7 separate regions of the Mus musculus genome follow, and regions 1, 2, 3, 4, 6 and 7 are each linked to region 5. A link is a contact called in public HiChIP or PLAC-seq and promoter capture Hi-C data. All regions are on one chromosome and are shown on one strand. Each heading gives the region's core, a stretch centred on a gene start, on an enhancer-like site or on the middle of the called end of the contact. The rest is flanking DNA. Distances are from core to core; before and after follow the strand shown. Region 1 overlaps Sfrp1 (secreted frizzled-related protein 1). Region 2 has its middle 30 kb from the start of 4930413E20Rik. Region 3 has its middle 28 kb from the start of 4930413E20Rik. Region 4 has its middle 52 kb from the start of Gm30471. Region 5 holds the start of Tcim (transcriptional and immune response regulator). Region 6 has its middle 52 kb from the start of 4930413E20Rik. Region 7 holds the start of Zmat4 (zinc finger, matrin type 4).

Region 1 (2,700 bases), core at 175-2,674, 1.0 Mb after region 5:
TTTAAATGCCTAGGCAAAGTCCTCCTCCTCCTCCTCCTCCTCCTCCTCCTCCTCCTCCTCTACCACCACCCCCACCACACCATAGGCACAAAGGCAGAAGTTGGTAAGGGCTCAGAATAGCCAGGAATCAATCGCCTTGCTCTCCAGTCCCATCATGCTTACTGCCAGGGCTCTGAGAAATTCACCCATGGAGGAGTTTGCAGTACAAATGGTAGTGGCCTTAAAGACGAAAGGGGCAGTAGCTACAGGGCACAATAGTAGCATATGGACTTAAAGCCTCGCTGCCAATGTCTTGAATCTCTGCTTTCCTTCTGTAAGACGCAGGGCACAGTGTGGTTGCTGGCATGGCCTAGGTCTTTTCCAGCACTCTGCTCACCTGCCCTGTTAGATAAACACTACATTGTAACTAACCCTCGGGTTTAGTTTTTTAGATTTCAGCCACCTTAAAACAAAAGAAGGAAAACCCCCCCAGGCAAGTAAAATGATTCTTTTTTTCCCTCCTTAGCAACAATTTAACATCCCCAAGGGTAAAGTATCACTCTTATCTATGCTTTACTGCCAGCCAACAATTCAGACACTCTGAAATGTTGGAAAACTCCAAACTTGAGGTTGCAATTTGTACTGTTTGAGTCTTTCTCAGAAATCTTAAAACAAACGATCTCTTTGGTCTGAGTACATCTGAGCACATTTCAGTAGACCATGAAAGCTTCATTCCACTCTCAGTCACTCAAACCATGTTTTCTGCACACAAATTACACTTTCTCGACAGCCTCCCACAAGGCTCAGCCGTATTTCTGCCGCCAAAAGGAGAATCAGAAAAGTCTGCACACTCATCCCAAGCCTGCACTTCCTTCCAAATCATCTCTTCCCCTTGACCTCCTAACCTCCTAAAGGGGTCTGTCTGTCTTCCGGCCATGACCAGGTATAGCCACTAGACGAAAGGCAGCTACCAGCCAAGGGTCATGCCTGTAAACAGCCAATAATCTGGTATGGCTGTAGTGATCTAAGAAGGGAAAGAAGGGACCAAGAAAGCAGGGGTGAGTGTGGCTGAGAAGTGCAACTGGTTACAGGTAACGGGTACAGTGAAGGGCAAGATACAGAGAACACAAGAAAAGGGAGAATCCATCTTTGCTTTGATCCAGAAGCATCTTTGCTGGGGTGTGGGGAGAAGAGTTATTAGCGAAGTGTCAGAGGCAAAGATTAAAAATGAGCAAAACGCCCTAGGCAGCTGTTTCAAATGGAGGAGACACCTCCCCTCCCATGCTCTGAAAAATGTGTCTAAAACCGGACTGCCTGGTGATGCAGGTCACTGCTGACCTGCACGGGCCAGGATCTGAGCCAGCGAAGGTTATTCCAGAGAGCTGACTGCCAAGGGAAAGGAGAGACCAAAGCATTCCCTGCAGACAGGCTCTGAATTCCTGGAATGTCTGAGAAGAGCAACAACCAGTGAGCATCACTAGCCAAACATACTAGATGGGGTGCACACAGCACTCTGCTTCCTCCTGAAGTGAACTGAAAATTAGTTAAAAAGAAAAGAAAAGAAAAGAAAAGAAAAGAAAAGAAAAGAAAAGAAAAGAAAAGAAAAGAAAAGAAAAGAAAAGAAAAGAGAAGAAAAGAAAAGAGAAAGAAGAAAGAAAGAAAGAAAGAAAGAAAGAAAGAAAGAAAGAAAGAAAGAAAGAAAGAAAGAAAGAAAGAAAGAAAGGCAGGAAGGCAGGAAGAAAGAAAGAAAGAAAGAAAGAAAGAAAGAAAGAAAGAAAGAAAGAAAGAAAGAAAGAAAGAAAGACTGCAAGAGCTGCAGAGATAGCTGCTCAGCAGTTAAGACCAATTGTTGCTCTTGCAAAGGACCTAGGTTTGATTCCCAGCACCTGCATCGTGGCTCACAGTGATCCATAACTACAATTCCAGGGGATCCAGCATCCCCTTGTGACTTCTGTAGGTACTAGGCATGCCCACAGTGCACATATATACACATGCATAAAATAAAATAAACCTAAAAAAAATTAAAAATCAACCAAGCCCATACAAGAAAAATGGTAAAGACAACGGGAACACATCAAGAGCATTCTGGATAGCAGAAAGCAAAAGAAAATCAGATTTGTCTTGACAGAGAAGACAAACTGAAACCATCGGCTCAGAGAGAGATGGCCCACGCTAGTTAGAGCAAGCAGGCCCCCATAGTCAGGGTTGCAGATGCTGATGGGCTAGGCCATAGGATGCAGCTATGAATTCAAGTAGCTAATCTCACCAACTACCCCAGCAGCAGCCAAGGGGTCTATTCTATATGGCAGACTTGCATCCAACAGAGGAAAGGGATGGAGTGCTGGAGATGTCACAGCATTTGGTGAGAGACTATGTGGTTACAAAGTGGGAGCCTCACATCTTGGAACATGGTCCAGACTGGTGAGATGGCTCAACAGGTAAAGGTGCTTGCTGCCAAGTCTGATAACTTGAGTTCACTCCCTGGATCCCAAATCATGAAAAGAAAAAACTCCCAAGACTTGTCCTCTGACCTCTACACTTACTCAAATACATAAATACATACATAAAGAAAATGTGATTAAATTGTTTAAAAGACACTGATTTCCATTCCAAGTCAGAAGGTTGAATGGTCTCTGTCTCTGTTTCCTCTCTCTTTGAAAAAAATCTAGTAGCTCAAAAGAACAGACCATGTTTTGTTTTGTCTTCCTTCCTTTAAAGTCT
Region 2 (2,700 bases), core at 78-2,577, 930 kb after region 5:
GGTTGAATGGTTGCCAGGACCTGCCATGTTGGCTCACAGTAGCTCATCTAGGACCCACCATGTTGGCTCGCAGTAGCTCATCTTGTTTTCATTCTCCTTTTCGGTTTTTGTTTTGCTTTGTTTGGAGACTTGGCATCTGAACACAGGGACTGGGGCAGAGTTCTCGATAATGTCATCCTTACGTCTTTTGTTCTGAAGAAATCACATCTTGGACTTTAAAGTTCCTTTGGGCTGAAACCATCATGATCCTCCCTGAATTGTTTGGAAATCCAGGAAAATGATAAGGCACAAAGCTGCTGTCACCAGCTCAGAGCAGAGTCCAAGAGTGACCAGCAGGTGCTCTCTGGAGCTTTGTAGCCTTGATTCTCCAAGTTGTCTGCATTGTGGGCTCTGCTGTGGTCTTGGGCGCATGGGTTCTTGAGCAATGGCCATAGAGAGATGTCTCCTGTGGGTGATGACAGTTTCCTGGGGCTAAAGCTGTGTCCTGGCACCTCGCATCCGTACTTCGGATCTAGAATGAGAGCCACTTGGAGAAGCGGTCTTACAGCGACACACGTCTGAAGTGTGTGCTGCTGACAAGCAGCAAGGCTTATTGAAAGGCCTGGCAACTAAAGCCCATTAGAACATTTGTCCCCAAGCGGTTTCAACCAAACTTAAGAGCAGCTGCTTCTTAGGTGGCCCTGCTGGCACATGTTCTGAAGCTATGGCCAAGGAGTTGGCCATATGCCACAGTACCAAGTGGCCCTGCCGTTGTTATCAGGCATTGTCCCTTCACGTAGCACAGTCTTTCCTGGACCCTTCTCCTTTTATATTCCCTTCGGGTCTCAGGTCTGAGCCCGGATGGTGAGTACCTTAAAGAAAGCACACTGTGAGGACCATTAGTGGGTAAAGAAATAATCAAAGAACGGATCACAAACCCAGGTACCAGCCATGGTGCCATCTACTCTCCCATCTCCTGTCCTTGGGCCTTAAAAGTCTTTCCCTTTAATAAACTTGTCTCCTTTCCCCTACCAAAGGCAGGCGGGTAGACTTCACATCCCTTTCTTCTTCCTTTCTGCTCCTCTCTTCTTCCTTCTTGACTCTCTGATCTCCCAGTAGGGGGCGTGCGGGGGCCACAAGGCTGTCCACTTACATTATGGTCAGGAATTATCCTCAAGGCAACAATTTCACCCGCACCGATGTAATTATGAAGTATCACCCGAACACACTAGGTATTATTAAATGTGCCATTTCTGGATCCTGGCCAAGGGCTTTGGCAGAGAGAGGACTTACAGGGAGAAAAATTAAGAACATACTCCCAGCACCTCCCACCCTAGCCTAGCCCTGCGCGGCTGTGGAATAGACACACGGAGAGATTTCTGGAAGGGGAAAGCTGTGGGGCACATGGCAGAGTTGAGGTCCTGCGTGGGCCGGGGGGGGCTGGGTAGAGGGGGACTTTGAAAATTAGCAGCTAAAACAATCTTAGGTGGAGTGAAGGACCATGTGGAAGCGATTAAGTACAGTAGGGGTTATTACCCGGCACCTTCATGTTGGCTACTTAGAGACAGGATTTGGATAAACAGAACTGTTCCCGATAGCTAAACGAAGGGTGGTGGGGACTCTTTTCGTCAGGGGAACATTTATCCTTGGAAAAGAGCTGGGGTTGATGGCATGACACATTCCTTTGCAGAGCAAACCCCATGGGAAAGGACTGCAGAAACATCATCTGTAAGGCTGTAATTATCTACGCCTAGGCTAAGGGAAGCCACTGGCTGCTTCTGCCAGGTCCTTTGTGCATCACTAAAGACACAGCTGCCTAGTTTTGTTAAATTGTAGCCATCACTTTATTTGTTCTTTTGTAAACTTACTTGCCAATGTATTTGTGTTACTTTCTTTTCCTGGGGCTGTGTTAAATACCCTGACAAAAGGAACTTAAAGGACGGAGGCTTTGCTCTAAGTCAAGGTTGGAAGACTACAGTTCATCACCTTGGGTAACTAAAGATAGTAGGAGCTTGAAGCAATCAGGTCTCATTGCCTACATAATCAGGAACAGAGAGTAGTGAAAGCTTGCTACCACTAATCCCCCAGATGTGAGCAGAAAGACCATCAACCCAAATTATCAGGGCCAAATGAATTAAAGTAAGCTTTTTTATTTGTATGCATGGATTGTCTCTCCCTACAGGTAGGTTTCAAGAGATCAGCTTTGGACAAAGTAAAATAAGGGCTTTTATAATTAGGAGTAGAGGGGTTCCAGATGCTGGGTTTGGCGGTTACAGAGGAGCCTAACAAGGTGGTCAGAATGGTCTCCTGAAACAAAGACATGATTGCAGGGCGGTCATAACAAGGTGCTCATAACAATGTGGCCATAACAATATGGTCATAACAACTTTTGAAACAAAGGTTGGGTTGCAAGATGGTTATCTGGAACAAAGACATAGTTGCCATCTTGTGGAACAGGCAGGACAAAACCATTTGTAGCTAAAATTTCAGAAGAGACATTGCCCAATCCTTGAGAAAGAGATTTAGAGATGGCTTAGTAGTTATGAGCACTGACTTGCTCTTCTAGAGGTCCTGAGTTCAATTCCCAGCGACCACATGGTGGTTCACAACCATCTTAATGAGGTCTGATGGTCTTATGCCCTTTTTGGTGTGTCTGAAGGCAGCTACATTGTACTCGTATGCATAAAATAAATAATTTTAAAAAGAGAAAGAGAGTAAATC
Region 3 (2,700 bases), core at 107-2,606, 880 kb after region 5:
AGTGCCCGAGCAAGAGGAAGAGAGAGGTGTCAAGATTAACATATGAAAGAAGCCAAGAGGTGGAAACACTGGACACTAGCTTCCCACCCTCTCACCCCGACCCCCCATCCTTCCCGACCCCGGCTGTCTAGTTAGGCAAGAGGTAGAAAATGGTGAAATTCAGAAGGCAGAAACTGAACAAAAGTTCCTGGAAACAACAGCACCCGTGATAGAAATGCCACATCGAGAGTCACATGTGAACAGCAGTCGCCAATTCTCAGAGGAACACTGGAAGCCCTTGCTTAGCCTAGAGTCTGCGCACAACCAGCCCAAGAATGCAAAGCAGAGGAGGACTCTGAATGACCATACCCAGGGGCTAGGTGCTCTGCGCTCTTTCCTCCGCTCACCAGACCGCCCCCCCCCCCCCTTTTATTCTTGGGAGTTCCTTTTCCTTTCTTAATAAGCTGTCTACTTCTAGCCCATGCCTCACTGAAAAGGGAATGGTGTTTTCCCCATCTCTCCTATAGCAGCTGCCGAGATTTTTCAGCTAACCTGCACTATGTTTTTGTATTAAAACTCTAATAAAATTACCCTGAAGTTTTCATTTGACTCCATTTCTAAATTCTTTTATTACTGGGATTAATAGCCCCCATGGAACCCCCAAACTACCCCCAACTCAATAGTCCACCTCCAATCTTTAATAATTTGTCTGTATGTCTACTATTTGCCATAATTGGCTGATTCATTTCTGTATTCTGATAATTCCATTGGGTGTTCTCCTGTCGCCAGCCCACACCTTGGGAAGGTGAACCAGGACAATGGGTGACTCTGAGAGACTATCACCTCGAGAGCAAGAGATGGGAGGGGCCAAGCACATTGTTTATCACTCTGAAGGTGCGAATAGGGGGAAATATTCTCAGAGGTTTTATTTGAGGAAAGTGGAAAAGGCTTTTGGAAGAGTGATATTCCTCTGTGTGTGTGTGTGTGTGTGTGTGTGTGTGTGTGTGTGTGTGTGTGTGTGTGTGCGTGCGCGCGCGCGTGTGTGTATGCGCACGTGTGCACTTGCTTTATAAATTTGGCAATGTTAGGTGATTTCTCAGCATGCACATTTTAATAAAAGTGGAAGTTTAAGAGCTGAATGCAGACAAGTCACAGTAGAGTGGGAGCAAAATGTTTATACCCTCGGGTGTTTCAGTTGGCAGTTAGACCTCACCATCTCCCATCACTTCAATGAATATTGCATAAAACTCAAGACGAGCCATTTACATCCCAAGAGACTCACATCTGGGCAAGGGTCCCAGGGGAGCAGTGGTGGATGGGGAAACTGATTGAGACTTCAAACTTCAGCCCAAATGTTAAGTGGATATTCAATTGCAAATGTGTCTGCTTTGCATTCCCTGGGGCCTAGGGCTGGCATTCATGTGTTAATCAGAGTACGGGGAAACAATGTCGTTCATCAGAACCAAAAATCGTACAAATTGTTAATGCAAAGGAACTTTCAGGAAGCCAAAAGGGAACACACTTCAAAGTGAAGAAGCAGCCCCTAGTCTATTATATAAAATGCAAATCTCCGCCTTCTGCAGGTATGCCTTGCCTTTCTTTGGATTACCAAAGGTTTTGTATACAAGTCTGTTTGCAAAGATTTACCTTCACACACAAATTTCTCAGGCCTTCATTAGCCTGCAGGACCTTGTGGAACTATAGGGGCTGCTCTGATTAACACACAAGCGCTCCACTCTTTTTGCCCCTCCACCACCACCACCGAAGAAAGTCTTGAAACCAAAGGATTTGCCTCTGCAACACCCAAACTTTCTAGATCCCAACATCTTGAAGTATAGGTTATGATAGCATTATAGTCCACAGGAAGTCCTTGTTCTACTTGAAACCTAGTGACTTGGCTACTGGACTACATTTGGCTGGGTGTTGTTCATGTTTTCTCCACAGCCATTTAAGTGACTTCTTGGAGAAAAATTAAATGTTTATGTCATACATACTGGACCTCAGACGCATAGACAGACATGTTCATGCCTTGCTGCTTTCTCACAGTGCATTTTAATAACAATAAATTCAGAATCTGGTAGACTTTATGGGCTGAATTTTGCCAAGCGGTACCGATTTTTCTTGATAGCTGTGACATCCCGTAATATGTTTGTAAAAAGATAAAGTGTTAGGAGATATAAGAATATATTCTATAGGGGTGAGGTGAGGTATGAGGGAAGGGGGTGCCTCAGTGGGCCCATGCCAAGGCATCCCTTCCCCCTGAGGAACCAGCCACACGATGGATAGTATAGAATAGAGTTTATTCAGGGCATGGGAGGGGAGTTAAGAGGGTAGCAGAGACAGAGAAAGGCAGAGAGAGGGAGAGGGTAGAGAAGTAGAGGCAGGCCATGACCACGGGGAGAGGGAGAAGAGAAGCAGGGAGAGAGCAAAAGAGGAACAGGAGACCAAGAGAGCAAGGAGGGGCCAAGCAAACCTTTTTACAGTGGGGGTCAGGCCTACCTGGAAGTTGCCTGGTAACTGTGGGGCGGAGCTTAGAAAGAACGCTAACATCACGGGTTTAAGATAGAAGAGCTGGAACTAAAAATTCTTCAAGATTAACGTGTGAGAGAAGCAGTTTTCAGAGGACTGGAAACCCTTTCTCAGCCCCACCTAACAAATAGAGCATGTGTGAGACAAAACCCAAGAACTACTGTCTGGAGGAGGTAAGATAAAAGAGCGTGC
Region 4 (2,700 bases), core at 88-2,587, 840 kb after region 5:
AAATCGTTTTTTAGGGAAAGCCTACAGCAAGCAACATTTGGCTGTTTGATTACTAAGTCAGCTGTGAGCAAGAGGCCCATGTCCCACCCGGAGTCCAAGCCAGCTGTTCTGTTGGTTGCCTCTGCCATGTAGGACTTGGGCAGGGGTGGGGCGGTCCTGAAAATGCTGTCAGCTTCCAGGCAAGGTTCCTCCCCAGCTGCATCTTGCATCTGCCTCCCTTTGGGTGCTTGACTGTGAGTCACTTAGTGACACCTGCTTTCTGCTTGGAGAGACCACGGTGGCCTTCTGAGTCACACAGCTCAAAGTTCAGCAACAGCACTGTGCCTGCCAGGCTCCCTCCAGCGATGGATCACGACCAGGTGATTAGATGCTGGGGGGCGACCAGGGAATGAGAGTGAGGGTCCCAGAATCCCTAGTATGGAGAAGTCTTCCTCCATTGTCTAGTTCTGTGTCATCTCCATACCTGGAGTTGGGTTTATGTACAGAGATTTTTCTTTTCTAGAGTGATTATCTCATTTTTATTCATGTGTGCACATGGTTGTTTGGTTTTGTTAAGCCAATTTTTAAGAACAGTTCTCAGCACCTAAGAGGGGAAGTAGCCAGCCACAAGACTGGGGGAAGCCTCCCCAGTTCCTGAAGGAAGCAGGAGCTTGCGGGTCTGAGTGGGGAGAATCATTCCCCTGCCATTTTAAAGGGAGCGGCAAGAGAAAGCATTGCCTCCCACCAGGACAAATTACCTGAAACAGATACTGAGATCGTATCCACACCACAGTGAAAGAAAGAACTGCATCAAGGGGCGCTGCAGCTGTGGCTATCCACCCAATTGTTCTCCTTATCTCTCCCTCCCATACCCCTCTCTAACTATTCCGATTGATCCATTATGCGCACCCATTGAAATAGTGAAAGCTTTATTTGTTTTGATTTCTTTTTCTAAATTAAAAAAAGAAACTGTAATAAACAAACCTGACCAGTATGTCTGAGCACATATCCCCTCTGACATATTAACAGAGCCAAGTCAACATAAATGACATTTGGCAAGGATTGCTGTGAAACCCTGCTTAAGGCTGCGATGGCCGCGGAAGAGCGCATTTCCCGGGGAAGGTCTGCCACCGTGTGGAAGAGACTGGTGTTGCAGCTGTCTGTCCAAAAATCCCACAGCCCTTTGGGGGACTTCTTCACTAAGGACAAAGGGATTTTCTGAGCCAAAGCCCAGAGGTTAAAGCATAGCATGAAACGCCTCATAATTATTCTCAGCAAGAAGCCAATCCAGTCCCGCTCTCAATCATCTTGGAGCAGCAAGAGATATCAGCAATTAGCACTGATTTGGCTTAAAATGCCGGTCTCAGGCTCATTCCCTCTGAACTAGATAGCGTCTCTCCAGGAAAGACCCATCTACTAGAAGTAAGAAAGTTAATACTCACCTCGAGATATTTTATTTTTCTTTTTTTATTCATTAAAAGATAGCAAGAAAGGGGCAGGTTGGCTGGATTTTTTTTGTCATTACTTGCTTTGGGTATTTTCATGGCTAATAGACCACGGCTGTAATATCTACTTAGGTCCCCTTCTCAATGTACCTGGGGTAGTCAAGTTTGAGAGAGACATTCCTCCCACTGCAGCCATCAATCAGCTCCTTTGAGTCATTCAAATAATCCTATGGACAGAGTCTGCCTAAGAGGTTTGAGACCGGCCAAACACGATGGTCATACAAGACAGCAGAACCCTCCATCCTGGTGGGAAGGGTCTGCTAGTGACAAGGGGGGAATGTTTTAGCCAGAGCCCAGATGGAATGGGTGGCTTATCCACTTCGGAGATAGTACCAGTTCTCCCACACTACAAGGAGCCAGAGTAACAGTTCTAACCTGCCTCAGTAAAGCTGAATTGAAGGAGCTATGACCTTCTTCCTCGTCTCTCCAAGTGCCATGAATTTCCTTTCCCACTACTTAGGCCACCAGAATGAGCGTTCTCTCAACACTTGTCTGTCTCCCTAGTTGGAGTTCCCAGAAGGCTGGAATTGTTCCTTTGTATCTGCGGCCAGGATGGAGCTTGAGGCCAGACAGGGTAGAATACTTGTGGAGGAAGACAGAGAGAAGAGGGAGGTGGGACTTGAGTTAGTAGCCCTTGATGGGTGTTGGTAGGTCCTTAGGTGACAAGCTTTGTAAGTGCCTGTACCTCAGGCCCACATGCAAACAGTCCACTCCATACTATTCAAGGTCACCACTTACAGGTCCCCTCGGCAATCAGCAAGGACTAACACAAGTTATCTTCTCTGCCCTGATCTGTGCTGGCATTAGGTTAGGATGTGGCTCTGGGCTTTTGAATTTCCAACATCACTTCTGTAAAAATTCCAACCTGTACAACCGAAGTTAAAATAGGATATGCCACATACTTCATTTAATCCGCTCTTGTGTGAGGGTCAAGTTTTTCCTTCCTGGTTTTCTTCATGTAAAAACAAAAGGTGCCATTGGTAGGATGCATACCTGACACAAAGAAACAAATGCATGCCCAGGACTGTGTTCATCTCCCCGGGATTTTTGTGCAGAGGATAACAAAATTTATGCAACATTCACATCCTTCTTTGCCTGTTAGCAATATGGTCTGAATCTGACTCACTGTAATTAAGAGCAATCTCTCTCCTTTCTATCCCTGTGGAGACAGGTCCTCTCCATCCTGGTCCAGTCAATCGGTCTCCTCTTGTTGTAT
Region 5 (2,700 bases), core at 106-2,605:
AGAAGTTCCCTGCCCGTTATGTGCTTGAGCAACTCTGGCGCATACTTATCCACAGTGAACATTTCTTTCAGGTAATAGGAAGACACTGTAATTTCACATAATAGTCATATCTTCAAGTAATAAATTAAAAGTTGAAGATAGCATCATTCTGATTATGCTGAGTGATTCCAAAGTAGCCTTCAAAACAAAAGGTTTTGAAAAATGCAAAAGGTTTTGACATATGCAAAAATGTCTCACTCCTTTCTCCTAGTGAGACATAAACTTTATTAAGGTAAAATAAATGATTTTATTTCTATTTTATTCATTTAATTTAATTCTGAGACAGGGCATTCATTCCTGTGTAGTTCAGTCTGTCCTGCAGCTTGCTAGCCTGCCTCAGCCTTCTAAGACAGATGGGGTTATAGGTGTGTGATTTTCTTGACTATAAGTGAAATAACATTAAAAGTCCATTCTAGTTTCTTGGAGGACCAGAAAGGAGAGTAGAGATTTGAATCATAAAGAGGAATCTCTAGGTCAGAGGAAGGTGACATTTAGCATAGAACAGCTGTACGTATCTGAGTCTTGTGGATAGCAAAAGTAATAGATTAAAAGCGTGTAATGAAGATAGCAGCATTCTGATAATGCTGAGTGACTCCAAAGTAGCCCTCAAAACAAAAGATCAGCTCATTCCTTGTGGGCATTAAGTACCCACAGCACCACCATTAACCTTTGCTCCTTGCTTTTGAATAGTTGTTGCTGTCAATACTTACACAAGCTGGGGAGCTACCATCTGCCGCTATTACTGTTTAAATTGCAGTTCCCAGCAGAAATTACATACAGCACTCAGGTACAGTTTGAGATTTGTGCTTTCGGGCTGAGCCATGTCAGTAAACTTTAGCTCCAGAGTCAGACTTCCTGTCCTCCCAAGCATTTTTTTTTTTCTTCTGACTTCCTCACCCTCACCCTGATAGGGACAGGCAAAAGGCACACAGACCTAGGCTGCCAGGGTCTGGCCCACACTTTAAAACTTTTGTACTAATTGAAACTCTGTTGAGCTTGGCAGAACTCCTTGTTTCAATCGTAGGCAAAGATTTGGAGCCTTTTCTTTTCTCTCTCTCTCCTGATTTCGGCTTCTGGAAGGAAGAGCCAGTTTGTAAGGCACAATGCCGTCTGAGGTGTAAAGAGGCAAGCTTGTAGCCAGCTATCTCTAAACAAGCTTTGAAATGCATTCTAGCATCCGGAGCCAGATCTTTGGCAAGGCAACTGTTAATGTTCTGTGGTTTTTTCCTCCCTGGGATCAATGTGACGTCACCAGTGTAATTTGAGTCCCGAGCTTTGTTCACCCTTTAAATAGCCGTCCTGGGACGATTTTTACAACAGACTCCCCTGGAAGTGCCCAAGCTGAGCCGTGGAAGACCCACATCGATGAAAGCCAAGCCAAGCCATCAAGCCACCAGCATGTCCTCGTCTCTTCGAGTAAGCCCGTCCATCCACGGCTACCACTTCGACACAGCCGCTCGCAAGAAAGCTGTGGGCAACATCTTTGAGAACATAGACCAGGAGTCCCTGCAGAGGCTCTTCAGGAACTCCGGAGACAAGAAGGCAGAGGAGCGGGCCAAGATCATTTTTGCCATCGACCAAGATTTGGAGGAGAAAACTCGAGCCCTCATGGCCCTGAAGAAGAGGACAAAAGACAAGCTTCTTCAGTTTCTCAAACTGCGGAAATATTCCATCAAGGTACACTGAGCACAGCAGGCTGGGCAAGAGCGTATCCACCAATGGACCTTTAAAGACCCAGTGAGCCTGCCAGCTCTGGCACGGGCAGTGTCCCGCGAAAAGGCTTGAGAGCTTCCTCCGACAGGACCCCGAGGATGGAAAGGGACATACATAACTCACCAGCTACACAGACTTGCAACTCATTGCAGCCCTGAGCTGTCCCACTGGGAGCCAAGTGCCTTCAGCAGGCGTTGAGAACTCTCACAGCAGGAAAGGACATAGCCTGAGAGGATGGAGGCACTGACCAGAACACTGCGTTTGTGGGGACTGAGTGCACGCACCCAGGGCCGTTGGCAAGGCCCTAAGACTAAACTCAAACCTAACTTGGTTTTTGTTCTTGTTGTTCGGTTTATTATTTTGTTTTCTTTTTTCTTTTCTTCCTTTTTTCTTTTTTTAAATATTGAAGTGGGGAGGGAGGGAAGAGAAGGAATATGAAGCATAAGTGGTTTACTGAAGTTTTGTGTGTTTTTTTTTTTAAATCTGAATGTTTAAAAATGTGGCTAAATCTCCGTGCTGTTTATTGGTCAAGATTTTTAGAGATCAGTAATTGTCTGCTTGCATTGAATACAATGGCTAAGACAGTGCACCCCCTGCTGTTAAAGTCAAAGAACTGGATGCCTGGCCCAGCCCAGTAAAACCCCACAGCATGGGCTATGTTTCTACAGGATTTGTACACACTTCAAAATGGTTTGCACAAAGCTGAAATAATGGGGCCCTTCATAAATCCGAAGGACTGTGAACAACTTTCGAATGTGCTTTTTAAAACTCTCTGACTAATGCTAAAATCTAATCTAATTAAATGTCCTCCAGACACTGTAGTAAGCATTAGGAAATGAATATGGGGGATTTTAGAAGGATGCTGTGGGTTTTTTAAAATTATTTATTATGCATTGTAAGTGATACATAGCCCTAATAAATTATTATCAACTTAGCTTCTCTTTGCTC
Region 6 (2,700 bases), core at 68-2,567, 960 kb after region 5:
TTGGGAGAAAGAACTCTTCCCCAAGTGTTAAAGCTCAGTAAAGATAGCCACTCTCAGATGATCCTCAGTGAAATAACTTGTGTGCTTTATTTCATACGGACAGGGACTATATAAACATTGGTGAGTGGGGTGGGATTTAGGGTAGGTGTTTCCTATTGGCACAATTTGAGAAGCTAGTGATGCTCTATTTACATGGGGAAGGATGGACTTCATGCATTAAATGACTGCCCATGGTCCTCTCAGTGGAGTGTCTTGGTTACATGTTCCAGAGCAGGTATAGACACGGATATAGACTCTTGCCAATATCAAGTCTCGAAGATTCCTAGAGTCCAGTTCTTCTGTCTGGTGGCCTGGCCCACTTGCCCTACACCACACTCTAGATAGGATAAAATGAAACTTTTGAAAAGATAGAAACAAAGCTAACCAGACTCCCAAGGAACAGCTTACCCGAGAGCGGCAACCTTCGGTTTGCCTCTTGCCCACACATTTGATTCTGCCTGGGTCATCTGTAGCATGGTTTTCATTTCTTGGAACCCAAAGCTTGTCAGCTTTCAATCCGCAGCCCCAAGGACAAGCTCTCATCATTTTCTAAAAGGTCAACATTTCTGAACTTGGCTATTGTACAACCTCTATAACTCTGTTGCCCTCTCCTCGGAGCCCCTCCCACTGAGGGAGTTGCAGTCTTTCACGCTGAATTCCTTCCATTCTGGAGAGTCTCCTATCTGGATGTTTAAGTACTTTTCTTTCTTTTTTCTTTTTTTTTTATGTCTCACGCAAACTTTTGTGGTAAATCTTGTATGGTTGGATGGCCAGTGGGTTGACTTGAGGTCACTTATGACACTTTGCCCCGAATAGTGAGATCATTATGCTGAGAGTACTAACTAGCCCTGAAAGGCAAAGGACAGAGACGCAGGTCTCAGGCTGCCTAAGAAAGCACTTACAGGCATACGCAGGGCAGAGCCGGTTCTGATGGGAGATAGAGCCAAATGTGCCAACTTTTATAGAAACATGCAGAAAGCAACGGGTTGAGCTGGCAAGAATTGCGGGCAGATTCTCAGACATTCAGTTTCCTAAGTCCATCTGGTCTCCAAGAATCTTGACTATGTCACTGGCCTCCTTGGTCTTATCATTCATCCCACTGGTAAATCACAAAGAAATTCAAGAATCATTTTCATTCAGTTGTGAAAGTCTGTGGCTTAGATACAAAAGACTCAGGCCTCTCAAGTGGAAAGAATTACTGACTGCCACATGATCTGGTTGAAAGCTATAAAGAGAGAATTAAAATTCCATTCTCCAAGGCATATAAAGGTCAGAGGTCTCCAAGCCCATGACCCCCCCTTCCTAGCACCTTTCACATACAATAAGGCCACAGACGCCTGCTAGTACTGGAAGGCCAACTCCTCTAGCCTGGAACTCTGAAATGAAACGATGTTTGGCTTTGTGGGATTGCTTAATGCATAAGTTACAGGAAACAATGATTAATAGTAGGTATTTTGTGTGTAGACTCATCAGTTTTAGAATGAGCCTTCCGAGGCCTATATGAAAACCACTAGAGCAGATAGAATGGATAAGTTCTGCTCTTTCCTGCTAAGGCTTGGTTCTACCAGGTGAGAGTTACCACTCAAACTCAGTGCGAGCTGAAGAACTGAATCCAGCTCGTGGGGAATGAGAATTCCCAGGAGAGGTATGGACTGACAGAGTTCCCCTGTCAGCTCAGGAAGTCAGTCCTGTCAATCCACTGTCTAGCTTCAAGACCCCTAATCAGGAGCAGATGGCTCATTCTCTGACATGCTGGTTAGGAGCAGGGCCCTCTTGTTGACGACCACTCTTCTCTTGGGATGAGAAGAGGAATGTCAATGAGTTCAGTCCGTTCCCAGTGGAGCCCCAGCTTAGGTGAGGGAGAGGCAAGCTGTCCAAAGACTGGCACTGGAGAGAAAGGCCTGGAGCAAAGCTGGCTGGTATAGAGGTCCAGCACTCACAGCTCGCTGAGGGTCTTGGGACAGAAGAAGCACACTCCCTGCAGCTGACTCCAAAGCATCTTAGCACCGGCTTGTTATATCTAGACAGAACAATATGGATGTGCAAGAGGAGGTCTTTATATAGGGTTACTTGCAGTTGGGGGAAGCAGTGGAGCTTTCCAGGTTGACCTGGGATTGGTGGGATTTTATGACTTGATCTTGGGGCAAGTTCAGGGATTGGTGGATCTGGATGTCATCGGGCAAGGAAAGACAGTTTAGCAGAAGCCTGATTACTTAAGGGCTTCTAGAAACACTAAGATTAAAAAACTACCTTGCTTCCCATCCCGACAGTGGTCAGAGGTCACCTCGGCAAAACATAAGAAATGACACTAAGAAACAGCCAGCCATTGGCAGTGAAGGAGTAGAAGTCAGCACTGGCCTTTTTCACTTCTGCACTGGTTGTTGCTGGAGAGTCAATGGGCTACGGTGGTCCAGCAAAAGAGAAACTTGACAAAACCCACAATCACTAACTCTCAGACTGCCATTTCCTACCGGGATTTCCAGAGCTCAGAGGGTTTCTGTGGAGAAGGGGGAGGTGAGAGCAATCTGGAAAGCCTTTCTGCTTCCACGGTGCTGGGTTGCAATGAAGCCTTGTGTGGCTTTCCAACAGAATATATTCCACTGGTGCCGCTGAATCAAAGGTCCAGAGTGTGTCTTCTGCTACCTGGCATGAGAACAATCC
Region 7 (2,700 bases), core at 79-2,578, 770 kb after region 5:
CAGGCACAAAACCGGGGAACTACCTGTGTGTTAAAGCAGGGAGTCCAAGGCCACGTCCGTCACCTTCACCCCCACTGGGGACAGCCACTTTCTCAGTGGCCACTTACCTTGCACTGCCCTGTAGCAAAAGTTGACAGAGAGGATTGACCTCAGTCTCCAGGGTGGGAAGTGTGTCTCGGTGCAAGCGAGTCCCTTGTAGTCCCAACAATGTGGAATGTTAAAGAACCAACCAAGGGCCACGGTGAGCGTTTCTACTTGAAGATCAACTATCAGAAGCAGTGTGGACAGAGACTGCAGCACCATCTACCTGAACAGATGCACCTGAGCACCTAAGCTGACTAGCAGCCAGTGGCTTCCCCTCCCACCAGCCTCTCTTTCAGAGTGGCCAGGACCTCAGACCTGGGCCTCTCTTTGATGGGAGTGTAAAGCACCCCGGGATAAAATTCAGCTCCATCCCTGATGTTTTTCGGGACACAACAAATCAAGAAAGTGTTCCAGGGTGTTCAGGAGCTGATCAAGGAAGTACTTTCTTTGTCAACGGCAAGGGTTTCTTTTTCACTAAGTTGGGTGATGCGCAGATAGATGCTCACAGGGTCAAACAGGACAGGCTCCTACACCCTACGACATTTCTGTTTTCACCAGTGAAGACCGATGGAGATGGAGAGGGCAAAAGTAGCCCAGGAGAAGCTGAGAAAAGTTTGAGGACGGACAGGAATTGAAGGTCACAGTAGTTTGAGCAAGGCAGGTCAAGGTATAGCGGATAGGGCAGACCCGATGGCAGAAAATCCAATCAAACCAAGCTTGCTTCTGGAGCCAGCTCATGGATATGGTCACAGCATCATTCTGGCCCAGGAAGCGGCCAATCCGGGGTCCAGCCTCATCACCCAGCAAACCTAAGTCTACACATAACCCTGCAGGTCCTCTAGCCCCAAATCAGACCCATTTCCATGAACCTGAGCGCAGCTAATTAAGAGTAGTAAACAAGCCTTGCTCTTGGCGGTGCAGAAGTTTTCCCAAATTGTAGGTTTGTTTTCCTCCCAACAAAAGACAGTGGGTCTCCGCCTTGGCCACCTTTCCTCCCCTTAAACTTTTCTCTTCTCTCTGCAATCCTCCACCTGTGCTAACTGCAAGCCCGAGCGAAAACAGAGCGGAAGCAGCCCCCTCTCCCGGGACACAGATAAAGGTACCTTCTCCGAGAAGCAGAGGGGCTGTCGTCCGGAGGCTCGCCGCCCGGCGGAGCGCAGGAAGACACTGCCGGGATGGAGCACGCTGAGGATGCTGCGTTCCTGTCTCTGCGACCAGACCTTTCAGCAGCTCGGACCAACTGTGCTAGCGATGCACTTAGCAATTATCTGCTGGCGCCGACGCCCCGCCTCCTGCTCTTGTGATTGGCTCTCCAGTCCCGGGCAGGACTGCATTGGTCTCGGCCGACCTCACTCATTGCTTTGGCTTCTACTATTATCTAAGCCATCAAAGGAAATAATTCCATGTTTCATTGACAACCTGTAAGGTTCTCCTCCCGCCAGGTGTCGAGGGGGGAGGGGGGGCAGAACTGGGAGTCCAGAGAAGGGAGGGGAGGACAGTCGAAAAAGGTGGGGGTGGGCGAGAAAGAGACCGGGGTGGGAGGTGCGAGGAGAAAGAGAGAGAGGAAGAGAGAGAGAGAGAGAGAGAGAGAGAGAGAGAGAGAGAGAGAGAGAGAGAGAATATGAACTGAGGTTCTTAGTCCAGCATTTTAACTTCCACAAAACAAAGCCCATTGCAACAATTATCTGGCCTTATTTCCTCATTTCTCCCCCTTGTTGATAAATATTCCTGAGGCTTGTGGGAATCATAATGGGGGGTTTCTGTTAGTGTCAGAAGGCTCCAGAAAGCAGAACAAGGTTCAGGGCTGAAAAAACAGAACGATGCTTTTACACCTTGGAGGTCATCTGAAGGTCATTTCAAATTGTTCAGGGGGCATATTATATGCTTTGTCTTGTTCGTGTGCCTAATCCTTTTCCCTAAAGGTCGACAAACTGCCCCAACCCGAGGTCCCAAGTTCCCTTGGAACTCTACCTGAGGTCTGGAAGGAGCTGTTTCCAAAGTCCACAAAAGTCTGGGATGTCTCACCAGGGGTCACCAGGGGAGGCCCAAATGAGCAGGCACGTTGGATCTAAGCACCTGCCATGAGCCTGGTGTTTGTTTGTTTGTTTGTTTCATTATTCTATCCTACTTCCTTCTGTTAATTGCAGTCTCACAAATTATCAGCCAAAAGGGAAGGAGGAGAAGGAAGAGAAGGAGGAAGAGAAGGAAGAAGGAGGAGGGAGGAGGAGGATGGAGGAGGAGGAGGAGGAGGAGGAGGAGGAGGAGGAGGAGGAGAAGGAGAAGAAGAAGAAGAAGAAGAAGAAGAAGAAGAAGAAGAAGAAGAAGAAGAAGAAGAAGAAGAAGAAGAAGAAGAAGAAGAAGAAGAAGAAGAAGAAAGAGCCGACCTTCCTCCTACATCTGGTAAATGTTCAGCTTCACTCTCAGAAGTAAGAAGGGTTTTACTCTTTTCCACTTTCACGTCTGTTCACCGTGTAGAAAGATGTGATATAGACTCTGTTATGAAAAATGATTAAGGAGAACCTCTGAAAGAAAAGTCTTAGAAAATCTAGTTTCAAGGCAGAGGGCAGCTCATGGGCAGAGCTTAGCAATACCTGCCCGCTGTGTGCAAGGCTCTGA

The links. Promoter capture Hi-C pulls out the DNA fragments that hold promoters and counts their contacts. HiChIP or PLAC-seq counts read pairs in DNA pulled down with a chosen protein or histone mark.
Region 1: a contact with region 5 is called in a promoter capture Hi-C map of liver, with 2.8 times the contacts expected there. The contact joins the enhancer-like site here to the promoter of Tcim in region 5. A contact is called at or near these places in 10 of 39 promoter capture datasets (the 3T3-L1 cell line, the C10 cell line, cranial neural crest and 6 more) and 1 of 9 other capture datasets (liver).
Region 2: a promoter capture Hi-C map of second pharyngeal arch cranial neural crest shows a contact between it and region 5. The contact joins the enhancer-like site here to the promoter of Tcim in region 5. A contact is called at or near these places in 5 of 39 promoter capture datasets (3T3-L1-derived adipocytes, the C10 cell line, liver and 2 more) and 1 of 115 datasets of contacts at active chromatin or transcription factors (astrocytes).
Region 3: an H3K27ac HiChIP or PLAC-seq map of embryonic stem cells shows a contact between it and region 5, with 10 times the contacts expected there. The contact joins the enhancer-like site here to the promoter of Tcim in region 5. A contact is called at or near these places in 13 of 39 promoter capture datasets (the 3T3-L1 cell line, 3T3-L1-derived adipocytes, the C10 cell line and 9 more) and 4 of 115 datasets of contacts at active chromatin or transcription factors (craniofacial prominence and embryonic stem cells).
Region 4: a promoter capture Hi-C map of hippocampal neurons shows a contact between it and region 5, with 20 times the contacts expected there. The contact joins the enhancer-like site here to the promoter of Tcim in region 5. A contact is called at or near these places in 22 of 39 promoter capture datasets (the 3T3-L1 cell line, 3T3-L1-derived adipocytes, the C10 cell line and 13 more), 1 of 15 datasets of contacts at CTCF or cohesin (pro-B cells), 10 of 484 Hi-C or Micro-C datasets (the 3T3-L1 cell line, 3T3-L1-derived adipocytes, cortical neurons and 5 more), 16 of 115 datasets of contacts at active chromatin or transcription factors (astrocytes, cardiomyocytes, craniofacial prominence and 11 more) and 1 of 9 other capture datasets (embryonic stem cells).
Region 6: a contact with region 5 is called in a promoter capture Hi-C map of the SN4741 cell line, with 5 times the contacts expected there. The contact joins the enhancer-like site here to the promoter of Tcim in region 5. A contact is called at or near these places in 7 of 39 promoter capture datasets (the 3T3-L1 cell line, the C10 cell line, the SN4741 cell line and 3 more) and 1 of 115 datasets of contacts at active chromatin or transcription factors (embryonic fibroblasts).
Region 7: a contact with region 5 is called in a promoter capture Hi-C map of stem cell-derived epiblast-like cells, with 3 times the contacts expected there. The contact joins the promoter of Zmat4 here to the promoter of Tcim in region 5. A contact is called at or near these places in 8 of 39 promoter capture datasets (the 3T3-L1 cell line, cranial neural crest, embryonic stem cells and 5 more), 4 of 115 datasets of contacts at active chromatin or transcription factors (astrocytes, embryonic limb bud, forebrain and 1 more) and 1 of 9 other capture datasets (embryonic stem cells).

Annotation. Positions count from the first base shown.
Region 1 is chr8:23,439,070-23,441,769 of GRCm38.p6, reverse strand. All of the region lies in intron 2 of Sfrp1 (secreted frizzled-related protein 1), which reads right to left. Among named protein-coding and RNA genes, the nearest start is that of Sfrp1, 29 kb to the right of the region's middle. Within about 2 kb of position 1,424, at least 14 of the 459 cell types and tissues checked have an H3K27ac peak or open chromatin away from gene starts, as enhancers often do.
Region 2 is chr8:23,503,433-23,506,132 of GRCm38.p6, reverse strand. No RefSeq gene overlaps it. Among named protein-coding and RNA genes, the nearest start is that of 4930413E20Rik, 30 kb to the left of the region's middle. Within about 2 kb of position 1,327, at least 22 of the 459 cell types and tissues checked have an H3K27ac peak or open chromatin away from gene starts, as enhancers often do. A contact at or near this core is called in second pharyngeal arch cranial neural crest, where this site is marked.
Region 3 is chr8:23,560,832-23,563,531 of GRCm38.p6, reverse strand. No RefSeq gene overlaps it. Among named protein-coding and RNA genes, the nearest start is that of 4930413E20Rik, 28 kb to the right of the region's middle. Within about 2 kb of position 1,356, at least 25 of the 459 cell types and tissues checked have an H3K27ac peak or open chromatin away from gene starts, as enhancers often do. A contact at or near this core is called in embryonic stem cells and stem cell-derived epiblast-like cells, where this site is marked.
Region 4 is chr8:23,594,853-23,597,552 of GRCm38.p6, reverse strand. No RefSeq gene overlaps it. Among named protein-coding and RNA genes, the nearest start is that of Gm30471, 52 kb to the left of the region's middle. Within about 2 kb of position 1,337, at least 9 of the 459 cell types and tissues checked have an H3K27ac peak or open chromatin away from gene starts, as enhancers often do. A contact at or near this core is called in hippocampal neurons, where this site is marked.
Region 5 is chr8:24,437,601-24,440,300 of GRCm38.p6, reverse strand. Tcim (transcriptional and immune response regulator) reads left to right here and starts at 1,355. Exons shown (of 1, transcript NM_026931.3): 1 at 1,355-2,700. The coding sequence starts at 1,405. The coding sequence ends at 1,725.
Region 6 is chr8:23,480,743-23,483,442 of GRCm38.p6, reverse strand. No RefSeq gene overlaps it. Among named protein-coding and RNA genes, the nearest start is that of 4930413E20Rik, 52 kb to the left of the region's middle. Within about 2 kb of position 1,317, at least 9 of the 459 cell types and tissues checked have an H3K27ac peak or open chromatin away from gene starts, as enhancers often do. A contact at or near this core is called in the SN4741 cell line, where this site is marked.
Region 7 is chr8:23,668,289-23,670,988 of GRCm38.p6, reverse strand. Zmat4 (zinc finger, matrin type 4) reads right to left here and starts at 1,328. Exons shown (of 7, transcript NM_177086.4): 1 at 1,188-1,328.